Regions from separate parts of the Mus musculus genome. Here all the other regions are linked to region 2. Evidence: chromatin contacts called from public HiChIP or PLAC-seq and promoter capture Hi-C data. All regions are on one chromosome and are shown on one strand. The core of a region is the stretch at or near the end of the contact, and the rest is flanking DNA. Distances in the headings are between cores, read along the strand shown. Region 1 overlaps Acaca (acetyl-Coenzyme A carboxylase alpha). Region 2 holds the start of Ggnbp2 (gametogenetin binding protein 2). Region 3 holds the start of Dusp14 (dual specificity phosphatase 14).

The links. Promoter capture Hi-C pulls out the DNA fragments that hold promoters and counts their contacts. HiChIP or PLAC-seq counts read pairs in DNA pulled down with a chosen protein or histone mark.
Region 1: a contact with region 2 is called in a promoter capture Hi-C map of hippocampal neurons, with 6 times the contacts expected there. The contact joins the enhancer-like site here to the promoter of Ggnbp2 in region 2. A contact is called at or near these places in 6 of 39 promoter capture datasets (the 3T3-L1 cell line, the C10 cell line, cranial neural crest and 3 more), 13 of 115 datasets of contacts at active chromatin or transcription factors (acute myeloid leukemia, bone marrow-derived macrophages, embryonic forebrain and 7 more) and 3 of 9 other capture datasets (adipose tissue, embryonic stem cells and liver).
Region 3: a FOXA1 HiChIP or PLAC-seq map of pancreatic cancer cells shows a contact between it and region 2. The contact joins the promoter of Dusp14 here to the promoter of Ggnbp2 in region 2. A contact is called at or near these places in 2 of 39 promoter capture datasets (hippocampal neurons and maxillary cranial neural crest) and 5 of 115 datasets of contacts at active chromatin or transcription factors (bone marrow-derived macrophages, embryonic forebrain, large pre-B cells and 2 more).

What each region holds. Positions count from the first base shown.
Region 1 is chr11:84,270,584-84,274,344 of GRCm38.p6, forward strand. All of the region lies in intron 23 of Acaca (acetyl-Coenzyme A carboxylase alpha), which reads left to right. Among named protein-coding and RNA genes, the nearest start is that of Acaca, 77 kb to the left of the region's middle. Within about 2 kb of position 1,563, at least 14 of the 459 cell types and tissues checked have an H3K27ac peak or open chromatin away from gene starts, as enhancers often do.
Region 2 is chr11:84,868,242-84,872,047 of GRCm38.p6, forward strand. It overlaps Ggnbp2 (gametogenetin binding protein 2), which reads right to left and starts at 2,549. Exons shown (of 14, transcript NM_001364114.1): 1 at 2,364-2,549; 2 at 1,636-1,831. The coding sequence starts at 1,728. It overlaps Ggnbp2os (gametogenetin binding protein 2, opposite strand), which reads left to right and starts at 1,764. Exons shown (of 2, transcript NR_131201.1): 1 at 1,764-1,855; 2 at 2,963-3,390.
Region 3 is chr11:84,067,030-84,071,125 of GRCm38.p6, forward strand. It overlaps Dusp14 (dual specificity phosphatase 14), which reads right to left and starts at 1,328. Exons shown (of 3, transcript NM_019819.3): 1 at 1,241-1,328.

The DNA.
Region 1 (3,761 bases), core at 313-2,812, 600 kb before region 2:
TCTCAGAAGGAAAGCTGCTGTCTTTTATAATGATGTAAATTAGCCTGGGCTGCAGATTAGCTGGATCCACCCAGTGGATGACAAGAAGGGACTGTTCTGCATAGAATGTGTATAAGATCTTAGTTCTCTTGTACTTAGAAACGGCTGGCCCATGTTTCTGTTGTCAACATCATGGCGGCTCTGGAATGCAGTTTCCTCTCACCAGTGTGCTGCTCCATTTTAACTCTTGCATGTATCCAGCAACGCAAACACTGGCTTTCATGTCAGAAACTTAAAAAATGGGAGAGATTTAGTATTGTTCCTCTCCCTCCAAAAAATAATTAAATGCATATGGCATCTTCTTTGATTTACATGAAAGGCTATGCTCTTGTAGCTATGACTCTGTTCCTTTGTCTCCATATCTGACTAATACATGAAGGAGGAATGGAACTGGCTCCCACAAGCTGGGCTGAGCGGCCTCTAACGCTGGTGGGAGTTTGCAAAGTGGCACGTTTTCATGTTGATTTCAAGTTCTCCACTCCTAGTTCTTCCTGGCTAAGCTTGTGTTTGGAGTTGGGGAACAGTAGGACTGTTCTTAGAGGCCCTCCTCCACGATCCCGTGAGGCTGCTGCTTGCTTGGGACTGAAGTACGGCTACTCTCTGAGCTCCCTTCCCCAGCCCTTTGGAGAGGTCATTCTTGATACTCTTACGTCCATCATTTCTTCATGGAGGGAAAACCCCATATAAATCTTGCCTACCATTTTTATATAATCCCCCAAAGTGAAAGGAGATGGTCTTCCTTACGTCTCCGGTTGATAGCAGTACAACTCATTCAGCCCTCTGCCTCCTGGTTGGCTCTATTGGATATAACGTTTTATAGGTAGCCACTCTAAGAAACGTGTCATTATAGGAAGAGTTCATTACCTTTGCTACCCTGGAATGGCTGCCTGGTGAGGAAACCAGGTCTTTGAGAGGGGTGGAAATATTGGCACAAAGGACTATTTTAACTTCCCCATGAGACAGCTTTCTGCAAAAGAGTTGTATAATCTAGAGCTACTTGCTGTTTATTTTCCCTCAGAAATCCTACTTTCTTTTTCAAATTTTAATGCAAGGATTGTTAATTCTCACTTGGAGGAAGTCAAGACTTTCTGGCAGAAAGGGGTAATGATTAGAGGTAGAAGGATCTGCCAGTATGAACCAAAATGGGGCTGGAATTTGCCTTTATAGGGAGCTAATTATGGCAAATTTTTCATCTTATTATGATTACCTTTTTAAGAACTTAACAGTTTTCTGCACTAAAAATAGACCAAAGCCCAGAATCCTTGGAGCAGCAGAAGAGTAATGATCGTCCAGGACTGTCGCTGGGTTTCTTAAATTCTAATTTGTAAGATATAGGGGCTCGGCTCGCTCCTTTTGCGGAGTGATTGTAAGTAACGCTTGCCTTAAGAATCTCATTATTGGAACACGGAGCCATATTTCCTCTGAGAATTCTGGAGTAGCTTTGAGCCGGGGCTGTTCATTTCTCAAGTAATCACGCTGGTGTGATGGAGAGAGAAAATGGCAGCTGTTCGGAGCTCAGGCCTTCAATTTTCTTCAGAGTCCAGTCACTCAAGTGTGTAATTACACGGGGGTGCTGCAGAGGCGCTGGGCCCTGTCAGAGAACTGGTTTGAGGCTTTGCTTGCTGCTTTTGCCAGTCAGGACAGGCAGAAGCCAATGGGACCCTGACTTGCTGCTGCTTTTACCCCCACCTTGTCATCCTGATTATTTCTTACCTGCACAGATAGTGCCCCAACTTTCTTCCTAGCAGGCTGCGCCCTGGAGAAACAAACTGGCTTCCAGTGTCTGGTTTGGATGACTAGCGTGGATGTGGTAGAGGCACACTGGCAGCTGGATTTACCCGTTTCTTTATTTTAGTTTCTTCACTTCTTGTTACCCCCTCCACCACCACCCCCCAAAAAAGAAAAACAAAAGAAGACTCAGTGAGCACAATAGTACTTATAGGCCTGTTTATCACTAATTTATTTTCAAATATTAATTATCTTTACTTCATCTTGAGGATTTTGAAATTAGGGAATTAATTGATATGACTGAGTCAGGGCCAGCTAGCAGTGACATAGATAAGGGAAAGGTTCAGATGGTGTCCCTTTTTAATCTAGTACTTCTGAATACCAGGCATATTTTCCTTTTTGATTGAGACCAGCTGCTCCCCTCCCCCACATCTGCATTAATGAGAGTCGCCTGTAAGAAGCATTTGAGTCCTTAGGATTCCTCTTTGCAGGTATTACTGTCTTTTGCAGATGTCACTGGGACTTGGTAGCATTTCAATTCCCTCAGCTTGTATTCTCTTCTGGTCACCGTTCTCTGCTGACCCTGGTCTCCTGACTGATGGTTACGTGCCCAGCATTCCATCTCTGCTTCCTACAAGTAGGGATGTGGATGCGGTACTTTGCTGAGCTAGAAGATGACTTCTGGGCCTTTGAACCTAAAGGAAGGAATCAAGTTGCTCCAGTGGAGAGGTGCTGTGGTCCTCTGCAGTTGTTAACATATGTTGCATAGTGGTAACTTGCCCCAAGGATGGCTAAGCAAATTTCTGTTGAGTAGACTTCTCCACCGCTTTGCCTTTGTCCACAGGAACATGGTTTTACAAGTCATGCTGTATGGGATTTGATTCAGACAGAGCATAGAAAATGCAGACCAGTTTCTTTCCTTCTTTCTTTTTATCATGAGTGCATGTAATCTGTCCAGTATATAAGTACAAAGAAAAAGCTTTCTTAGAAATGTTATTTAATAAATGCTCGGCTTTATTTCTGTTGTTCTAATAAAATGTCTGAACAAAAAGCAACATAGGGTACAAAGAGTTTATTTTAGCTTTCAAGTCCAGGCTAAATTCCATTACTGTGGAGAAGTCAAGTCAGGAAGTTGCTAGTCACATCGCATCCTCAGTCAAGAGCGGAGAGAAATGCATGCATGGCTCTCTTGCTTGTCTGTGCTCACCTTGATTTCACTTTTACACAGTTCAGGACACTGCCTAGGGAATGGTGCCACCCAGCATAGGTTCCATCTTCCCACATTAAGGTAAGACAGCTCCCCTCAGATATGCCATAGACAAGCCCTGTGTGGACAGCCCCTCGTTGAGACACTTGCTAGGTGACTGACCCTAGGTTGTGTCAAGTTGACACTTTAAGGTAACAATCACACTGAATAAAGGTGCTTTTGGTAATCAATTGATAAACTTACAGCATCTTTGTCAGGAGGAAGCCTTACTCAGCTGAATGATAAGTAGTAAATGTCTCTATCCAACGCCTATTCCTTCTGTTTTGAATTGCCTTTCTTGGAGCACGTAATGCTTAACATGCTAAAATCACACTGGACTCTGTTGGGCTGTCAACTAGTTATGTATCTTTGGCTGTGGATTGCCACTTTAAACATATTTATTGTATTTCTGCAACTCTAAAATATTCCTTAGCAAACATCTAAGATGAGAATAAAAGCAAGAAATAACTGTCGTACCATTTTTTTTTTAAAGATTTATTTATTATATATAAGTACACTGTAGCTGTCTTCAGACACACCAGAAGAGAGCATCAGATCTCATTACAGATGGTTGTGAGCTACCATGTGGTTGCTGGGAATTGAACTCAGAACCTCTGGAAGAACAGTCAGTGCTCTTAACCACTGAGCCATCTCTCCAGCCCCCATTGTACCATCTTGACCATGGGTGACCAGTAGTTTTCACTTTGGTCTGCAAATTTCTGTAGATGACTTAGAGGTAACTGGTTAT
Region 2 (3,806 bases), core at 1,299-3,798:
TACTGTTCACTTAAAAGTGCTTTATGAAGTATTGACTAATGTGCTACATTCACATTAAAGGTGGTTATGTGAAAGGAGAGTATAAGTTATCTTAAAATTTGTAAATAGACAAAATTTAAAATGGTTTTCTGTTTTCATATTATATACTAATAAAAAAATTAACCCAAACCTCAGGATTAAGGGGGAAAAATGCACTACAAAAAAGGTTGTTATCAAACTGTGTTTTTTTAAGGTTTTATGGTGAAGGGGACAGAAGGTAATAACAAATGAACTATGACCAAGCACTATCATACTGAGAAAAAAATCATTTAACTGGTTTCTAGCTTGTTTTTTTAAAACTATTTTTAATATAAGCCCATTAAAATTAAAATTCAAGAAAATAAGAAACCATAACCAATACATACAAGTAATTTCTAATATAAATTCTACTTTATGTCAAATCATTAGACTATTTTTTTAAAGCATGCTTTCCATTGCAAAGTTCCATCGAAGTGAACCAGTCAATAGCTTCCCTAATTTTTTAAAAGTACTGAAGCTCTTGAGACTGGCAAAAAGGCTCAGACTGGCATCTCCACAATGACTTGCATTTTACATAAAATGCTAAAACCTTCAGTACATAACTACACTTTTTTTTTTTTCAGGAAGATAACCGATCTGCCTTTGAGTGGAAAAAAAGTCAAAGGCTGGAAGACTTATCTACATCAGATCACAATGGGCGAGTGCAAAATCCAGGAGCGTCAGCATCAAAATGAAGATTTCAAAACTTGTTCGGAGAAGGTTCATTTAACTGTGGTAAGCAACTGCATTTACTTCCTGCTCAGAATCAACTCAAATTTCTGCCATTTCCTTTTAAAGGAAACAGTACTACAACACCGGGTAGAGGGGTCGGCAAAGGTATACCAACACCAAGTCTTAAAACAACCATCTTCCCACGTTTGTGTTTTTCTATCCACAATGAGCAGTCAGTTCTTCATACTACTTTACAGTCAATAACTTGGTCTTGGGCTACTTGTAAACCAAAAAAATGCCACGAAGGCCCATTTTGAAGAGTCATGGCTTAACCCAACCATTTCAAGAATTATAATGTACTAGGCAATGTGAGACGTATTAGGAAATCAAATCATTTAGGTGGAATCTTCGCTGTGCAAGAGAATGTCACTCTGCCCTCAGTAATTACACTTATGTAGAGATAGCTACAGTGTTCAAACGGGAAACACACAGGTAACAATGCAGCTGCGACATTTTCAACTAATTGAGCCTCCCGGAGGGTAAGTGCTTTCTGGAGAGGACAGGCCCTAAACGCCCCAGCTCCTTCAACCCTTCTCCCCGGCGCGTGCTTAGGCAAACAGCGTCTCAAAGGCAGGCCTAAAGGCCAAAGGTTCGGAGAGGGAGGAAGACCCGAGCAGGGGACCTCCAAGTGCCTTCGGGGCGCTGGATCTGGGGCCTGCCAAGGGTACCGAGAGGCCCCGCTGCAATGGCGAGTTCGTGGGGCCCATCGGAGAGGCGGCCTCGCCTAGGAGTTGCAACACACTCTTTCTCCAGTGCGCAGCGCTCGGCCTGGGGGAGGGGAAACAGCTGCCAGGCCGGGGAGCAGCGGGCCCATCCCGGCCCGGCCCGCTCAGCCCGCTCGCTCACCGTCAGGGTGTCGTCTATGTAGAGGGGGATCTGCCTCCTCTCGAAGGGGAACTCCTCCTCCCCGTCCCTGCACACTGCCACCAGTCGCGCCATCGTCCCCGACGCTGCCGTTGCCACCGTCACCACCTCCTCCCAGCTGCTGCCGCCGCCGCTGCTCCTGCCGCCGCCGCTGCTGCTGCCTCCTCCCAGCTCCTGCCTGCAACAGCCAAACCCCGCGAGCGTAAGCACCCGCCACCTCGCAGCACATTCGCCACGGGTGAAAGGGGTGGGGGGGCGCGGAGCGAGAGAGGACAGGAGAGCCGCGCTGCGTTTCCCATCACCCGATTCCACACGCGCTCAGCCAATCAGCGCCCCGCAGCGCCGGGACCCGCCCCCTCGCGCCGCCTGCCCTCCCCCACCCAGACCCCCCCTCCCCACCCACCCACCCCCCCCCCCCCCGCCCGCCGGCCTCCAGTCAGGGTCCAAAGGAGAGGCGGAAAAGGACCTGCTGGCCCCGGGACATCCCCGCCCAGCTCGGGAGTCCGGGCTCCAGAAGCCCATCCCCGCCTCGGCTACACAGCCCAAGCCCGCACCCCCTGCCGCTGACCCCTTCTCTCCTGGCTGAGCGCCCCGCCCAGGGTGGCCCCCTAGGCTGCAGTTGCCCGGCGCCACCCCGCCCCTGGGAGGGGTCGACCCTGCCTCGGCTCTGCAGAGTTGGGGTGGGGGCGAGCTCAGACCCCAGTCCTCACCCGGGTCGGAGAGAGAGAGCTCTCGGTTCTGACCTTCACTGACTTCGAGGACGCCTCCCTGACCCCCACCTCTGCTCCCCGTTACCGGCTGACGAGGCCCGCGTCAGGGCCGGCCTGGGCGGGAGCGCGGCTGCGATTGCCGTTTCCTCTCCAGGCTCAGTCAGCCGCTCGCGCCACGGGGAGTGTGGGAGGGAGGGCGGGGGACGTGGGGAGGGTGGGGCCGGGGAGGGGGGGCCGCGAACTCCAGGCGGGGCCTGCCTCTTCTCGCGAGACCGCGGCCGCCTCGCTCGTGTCCCGACTTTCGAAATCGGCTTGTACGGGTGGGGGGAACCCCCTGTGCTGTCGCGCTCGGCTGACCTGCGTGGTGCCCCGGATTTACCAAAACGAGCGTGAAAATAGGGCCAGTGGGGAGGCCCAGCAGGAGCAGCCGGGGTCCCTGCCAGTGACGACCCGGGATCTGCTCTCTGGAGACCGGTGGGGTGGAAAGCCCACTGGGGGGGGGGGGGAACCCAGATAAGACTTGGGTGAGCGATGAAGAGCTGGCGCTGTCGAGGTCTAGGAGAATGGACACTGCAGAGACCTTTGACCTTGTTTTCCAGGTTGCACACATGCGGACTTCCACCCCTGTAAGACTGGAGGAAAGGGCTCTGCTACCCTGACTCACCCAGAGCCGGCCGCCTTATGGGGACTGCAGCAAGATGGATGGAAAATATGTGCAGGATCTGTTGTTACAATAGACAGAAAACTGAACTGTAGTCTATGTGTAGCTTCCGACCAAAGGAACTTCTTGAGTTAATATTAACTTAAGGGACTCCCTTGGGCAAAGTTACTGATAGTGGCCAAAGGCCCTTCGGTCTGACCATCTTCCGAGAACCAGAGCTGCTGTAAAGAGAGTTTCCTCTGCACTCTTGACTACTGCCACGTTCTCAGGTACTAGTCTACGGAGGTCCATTGTAAAGCCAAAAAGATGGAAAATGTTTTGTCTTGATGGTTTTAATAATAAATCCATTCGCTGCTTGTACAACTACCAGATCTTAAGGACAGATCGAATATTTTCTGGTAAAATAGGGTAAAGCTGTTGTTACTGACCTTTAAAAGTATTTTGATCACATGAAGTCTTTCAAGTCACAACCAAAAAAAAAAAAAAAAAAAAATCCCACAGTGCATCCTTAGCCTTGTTGACTTATGACATTGTGTGGTCATTGTTAGAGTAGGTGACATAATAAACTGGAAGAACCATTGTGTGTTCCCAAAGGTGTGATTATCCAGTAAATATGTCTTTGGGCCATACTAAAAGCAGAACAGTGCGATCCTTAGTTGAAGTCCAGTTTTTCACGCACCTTCTGACAGGTTAAAATACATAGTAAAACTATGGACATTTTTAGAGAATCTTGTGTTTTATGTCTACAACTACTACAATCTATGTACCTACTTTGATTAATT
Region 3 (4,096 bases), core at 78-2,577, 800 kb before region 2:
AGCTCAGCGGCGCGGCGCTCTCGAAAAGGATGCTGAGAAGACTCGAATGAAGCCAACTGTCTCCCGTTTTATGGGGGAAAGCCAAAAATACCAAGCAGCTATTCTCCTCCCCCAAGCGTCAGTAGGTGAGTCAGAGCTGGAGGCAGGAGTGGGGCCCATGTGTCAAGCCGCCTGTGCAGGGCTCCTTCCTCCCTCCTCCCGGGAACTCTCGGCCCTCGTCTGACCTCATGGGAATTCTTAAGGTGTCTCCAGCAAGGAAGAAGTGGTGCCTCACTCTGGGGGTGCCTCACTCCTCTGTTTCTCAAGGAAACCGAGACTAAATGCCCTTTATGAGTCCACAAAAGACAACAGCAAATTGCAGCCCTAAACACAACTTTGCAAAGAATACATACAACACCCAAAGAGTTGCATCTTGTTGGAGGGACCCGGCTTTGTAGCTGAGGCCTGCGGCTGCAGACCACTGTCCCTTGGCCTCTCTGACCTTTCATTGTCCTCAGGGAGGATGTTCTGGTATCCCATTAAACTTCAAAGTTGGTACTTTTTGGAGCAAGAACTGCAGGAAACTGCGTTAAAACTCTTGGTCCACATTTCATTAAAGTCAGTTAAGAATCCGAATCCTTGCCTCCGTTTTTTACATCTACAAATCGGGAAAGCACAGCTCTCCACCTACCTCTTAGAAACTTCACTGAAAACTACCCAGAGAACGTAAACCAAATGCCGTGGGGCTCTCCTGAGTGGAAAGTATGAGGTATTGTTTTTAGTATTATTAGACCGGGAGACTACTGGTAAAACACCCCGCCTTCTCTTGCCTCTAAGATGCCCAGTTACCATAACATTAGCCGATGCCACTGGCAACATCCACTTCAATAGAAGGTAGTTATACAATCCTAAGGCGGCTACACCACTCGGCTCCCTTCCCTACCCCAAGCCCAGTACAATTCAACTTCGCTCCAGAGCAAGGATACTTAGGAGAAATAAGAGTCAGATGTGAGCATGGTGCACACCAATCTAACACCGAGGAGAGACGCTCAAGTTGAGTTCTTGGCATAGCAGAAAGCCAAGTGTTTCCAGGGGGTGGCGGGGCCGGTCGCGGGGTGCATGCTGACGCCTGCCGGCTTGGGTTCGGGGATCCCAGCCTCTCCCGCCCCGCGCCCCGAGGTCGCCGAGCACCCGCACAAAGTTTGCAGAGCCGAGGGTCGCATGCGCCCGGGCCCCTCTGGCTCTCCCCCGCACCCCGTACCGAGTGTGCCGGTGGCGGCAGCGGCGGCTCTCGGGTCCGTGCTGCTGCGAGGCTCGCGGCTTCTGCCCGCCGGCCTCGCGCGCCTCCCGCTCCCTGCGCGCTGCCGCCCTCTTCCGAGCGCGGGCCCGCAGCGGGGACGAGCGTGGGTTCCGGGCGCCGCGCGTGCGCGCTGCGGCGCGGGCAGGTCCTCCTGGCCCCGGTTCCTACTCACCTGGACTTACTCGCAGACCCCTGCTCCTTGAAGCCGCGTTGTCCTCCGGCCCAGCTTCTGAGCTGGCGTTCGAAGAATCTGTCCAAATGCAGAGAGGCAACTGCGGGAAGAGACAGAATAAAAGGTGTGAGCGCCGCAGCCAGTGACTAATCACCGCCTCTCAGCCACCCCCTCCTCCTCCCCCGGGCGAGACAGCCCCAGGTGCGGACCCAAGGGGGAAGGCAAAGCCACTCTTTTTTGCTTGTTTGTTGAGGCAAGGTCTCACTATGTAGACCAGGTTGGCCTGGAACTCACAGAGACTCGCCTGCCTCTGCCTTTATCTCCCTAAAGCTGGGATTAAAGGTATAAACCACCACGCCCTAATTCTTCCGTCAACTGCTGGGTGGATTTTGATTGACAGGTGAGGGAAGTAACTGGGGAAACTCCAAAGGAGTTAAAGACCCCTAAACCTCTGATGCATTGACAGTACCCACACTCCTAGGTACAACGAGGCTGACTTGTGGAACCCTTGAAATTTCTTTGCTCTCAACTAGCTCTCTCGCTCTCTCCCTCTCTCTTTCCTCTCTTTCTGTCCTCTTTAGGTTTTCTCACCTGAAATGAATGGATGCAAACTGACTTTAGCGCCACCCTACTCTTCTCTTCGCAAAACTGAGGGGCGATACAGGGGCGGTAGGAACGACTTCCTCCAGCCTCTGCAGTGAGTCAGACTCCAGGAGTCCTGACTTGGCGCTCGGTTGGTCCTGTGCTCACCCAAGCAATGCCCTCGCTGTAGCAAATCGCTGACATCAGAACTGCTGAAGTCAAACTAGTATTCTTGGATTTGGGGGAGGGGACAGAGGAGGAGCACGCCGCACTTAGGGCTTACTTAACAGTTTCTAGCATCTTCAAGTAAAACCTGGAGGTTTTTGTTTTACTTTCTTTCTTTTTTTAATCTCCATTGGCCAACTGGATTCAGTCTTTTTGTGGGTGCTGCAATATCTAGAAGTTTTTGTCTGTTTCCCAGACGAAAATATAACAGCAGAGGCATTTTAGTGATAATACAGGGAAAGCTAAAATGGCCTAGACTGAAGAGATTTGATGCCATTAAAAAGCATGAGAGCTTTAAAATTAGGCAAAATTAACCATTTCATGAAGAACACAAGGAGACTAAGATTAGGTTAAAGCACCGAGTTCAAACTGCATGGGAATATATCTTTCTGGTACTATTATCATTCCGGCAGTTTATTTCATGACCTGCTTTTGACATCCCTAATGTAAAAATAGCAAAATCTCTACTGGAAGTGATTGAATGCTGTTTGTATTTCTGCATGTCCCTCTACAGTGCTTCTCTCTCACACACACACACACACACACCCGTGCTGCCACCCTTTAACGCAGTGACCACCCCCAACCATATTGTTATTGTTGTTGCTACTTCCTAAGTATAATTTTGCTACTGTTTTGAACCATAACGTAAATGTCTGACATGAAGGATAGCTGATGTGGGACCCGTATGAAAGGGTCTTGGCCCACAAGCTGAGAACCTACAGTCCTGTACTCACTTCATGACTTGGTGGCAGTCACACTCCTCCTTAAATTCCATCCAGTTTTGTTTTTTGGGATCATTTTTGCTTACATTATTACTTGCACATGAGTAAGTTCTGGGTGGGGACAAGGAGCAGGACAGCTTTTGTAGACTATGCGATATAAGCCTTCCAGGAAAAGTCACACCCTAATTTAAGAGGGAGAGGCAAGCTCATGCAAAGAGACCCTTCTCTGTGTAGTTTATGCTAATGATCTAGAGTTAAGTAGAAAGGATGGCTGAAATATCTTCTCTGTAGATCTTTGCAGGGGCCCCAAGAGCCTTTGCTGGCTTCTAAGCCCTTGATATGCAGCCTGTGTGACCAAGGAACCATTTTTTTCTTTCTTTCTTTTTTAAAAAAGATTTATTTATTTTATGTATATGAGTAGTACACTGTAGCTGTACAGATGGTTGTGAGCCATCATGTAGTTGGCTGGGAATTGAACTCAGGACCTCTGCTCACTCTGGCCCCACTTGCTCTGGCCCAAAGATTTCTTTATTATTACATGTAAGTACACTGTAGCTGTCTTCAGGCACACCAGAAGAGGGAATTAGATCTCATTACAGATGGTTGTGAGCCACCATGTGGTTTCTGGGATTTGAACTCAGGACCTTCAGAAGAGCAGTCAGTGCTCATAACCACTGAGCCATCTCTCCAGCCCGGAACTCATTTTCTAATGTTAGTCCTTTTTAGTTGATTCAAATGTATTTGTTTATAGTAGCAGTGATTGAACCTAAGGTCCTTGTGCATGGCCAGCATGCGCTGTACCAACTGAACCATATCCCCCAACTTGGTAACTCCAAATGTATTCATTTAATTTGTGTGAGTGTTTTGTCTACATGTATGTCTGTCACCATGTGGGTGCCCAGTGCCCACAGAGGGCCTAGAAGAGAGCAAGAGAGCAGCCAACCCCTAAAACTGTAGTTACAGGTGTTTATGAGGTGCCATATGGGTGCTGAGTATTGAACCTAGGACTTCTTGAACAATGCTCTTAAATGCTTTCTCAACAGCTCCAAAAGAGGAACTACTCCCCCCCCCCCCCGCCCCAGGGTTTTATTGTGTAGCCCTGGCTAGACCCTAGCT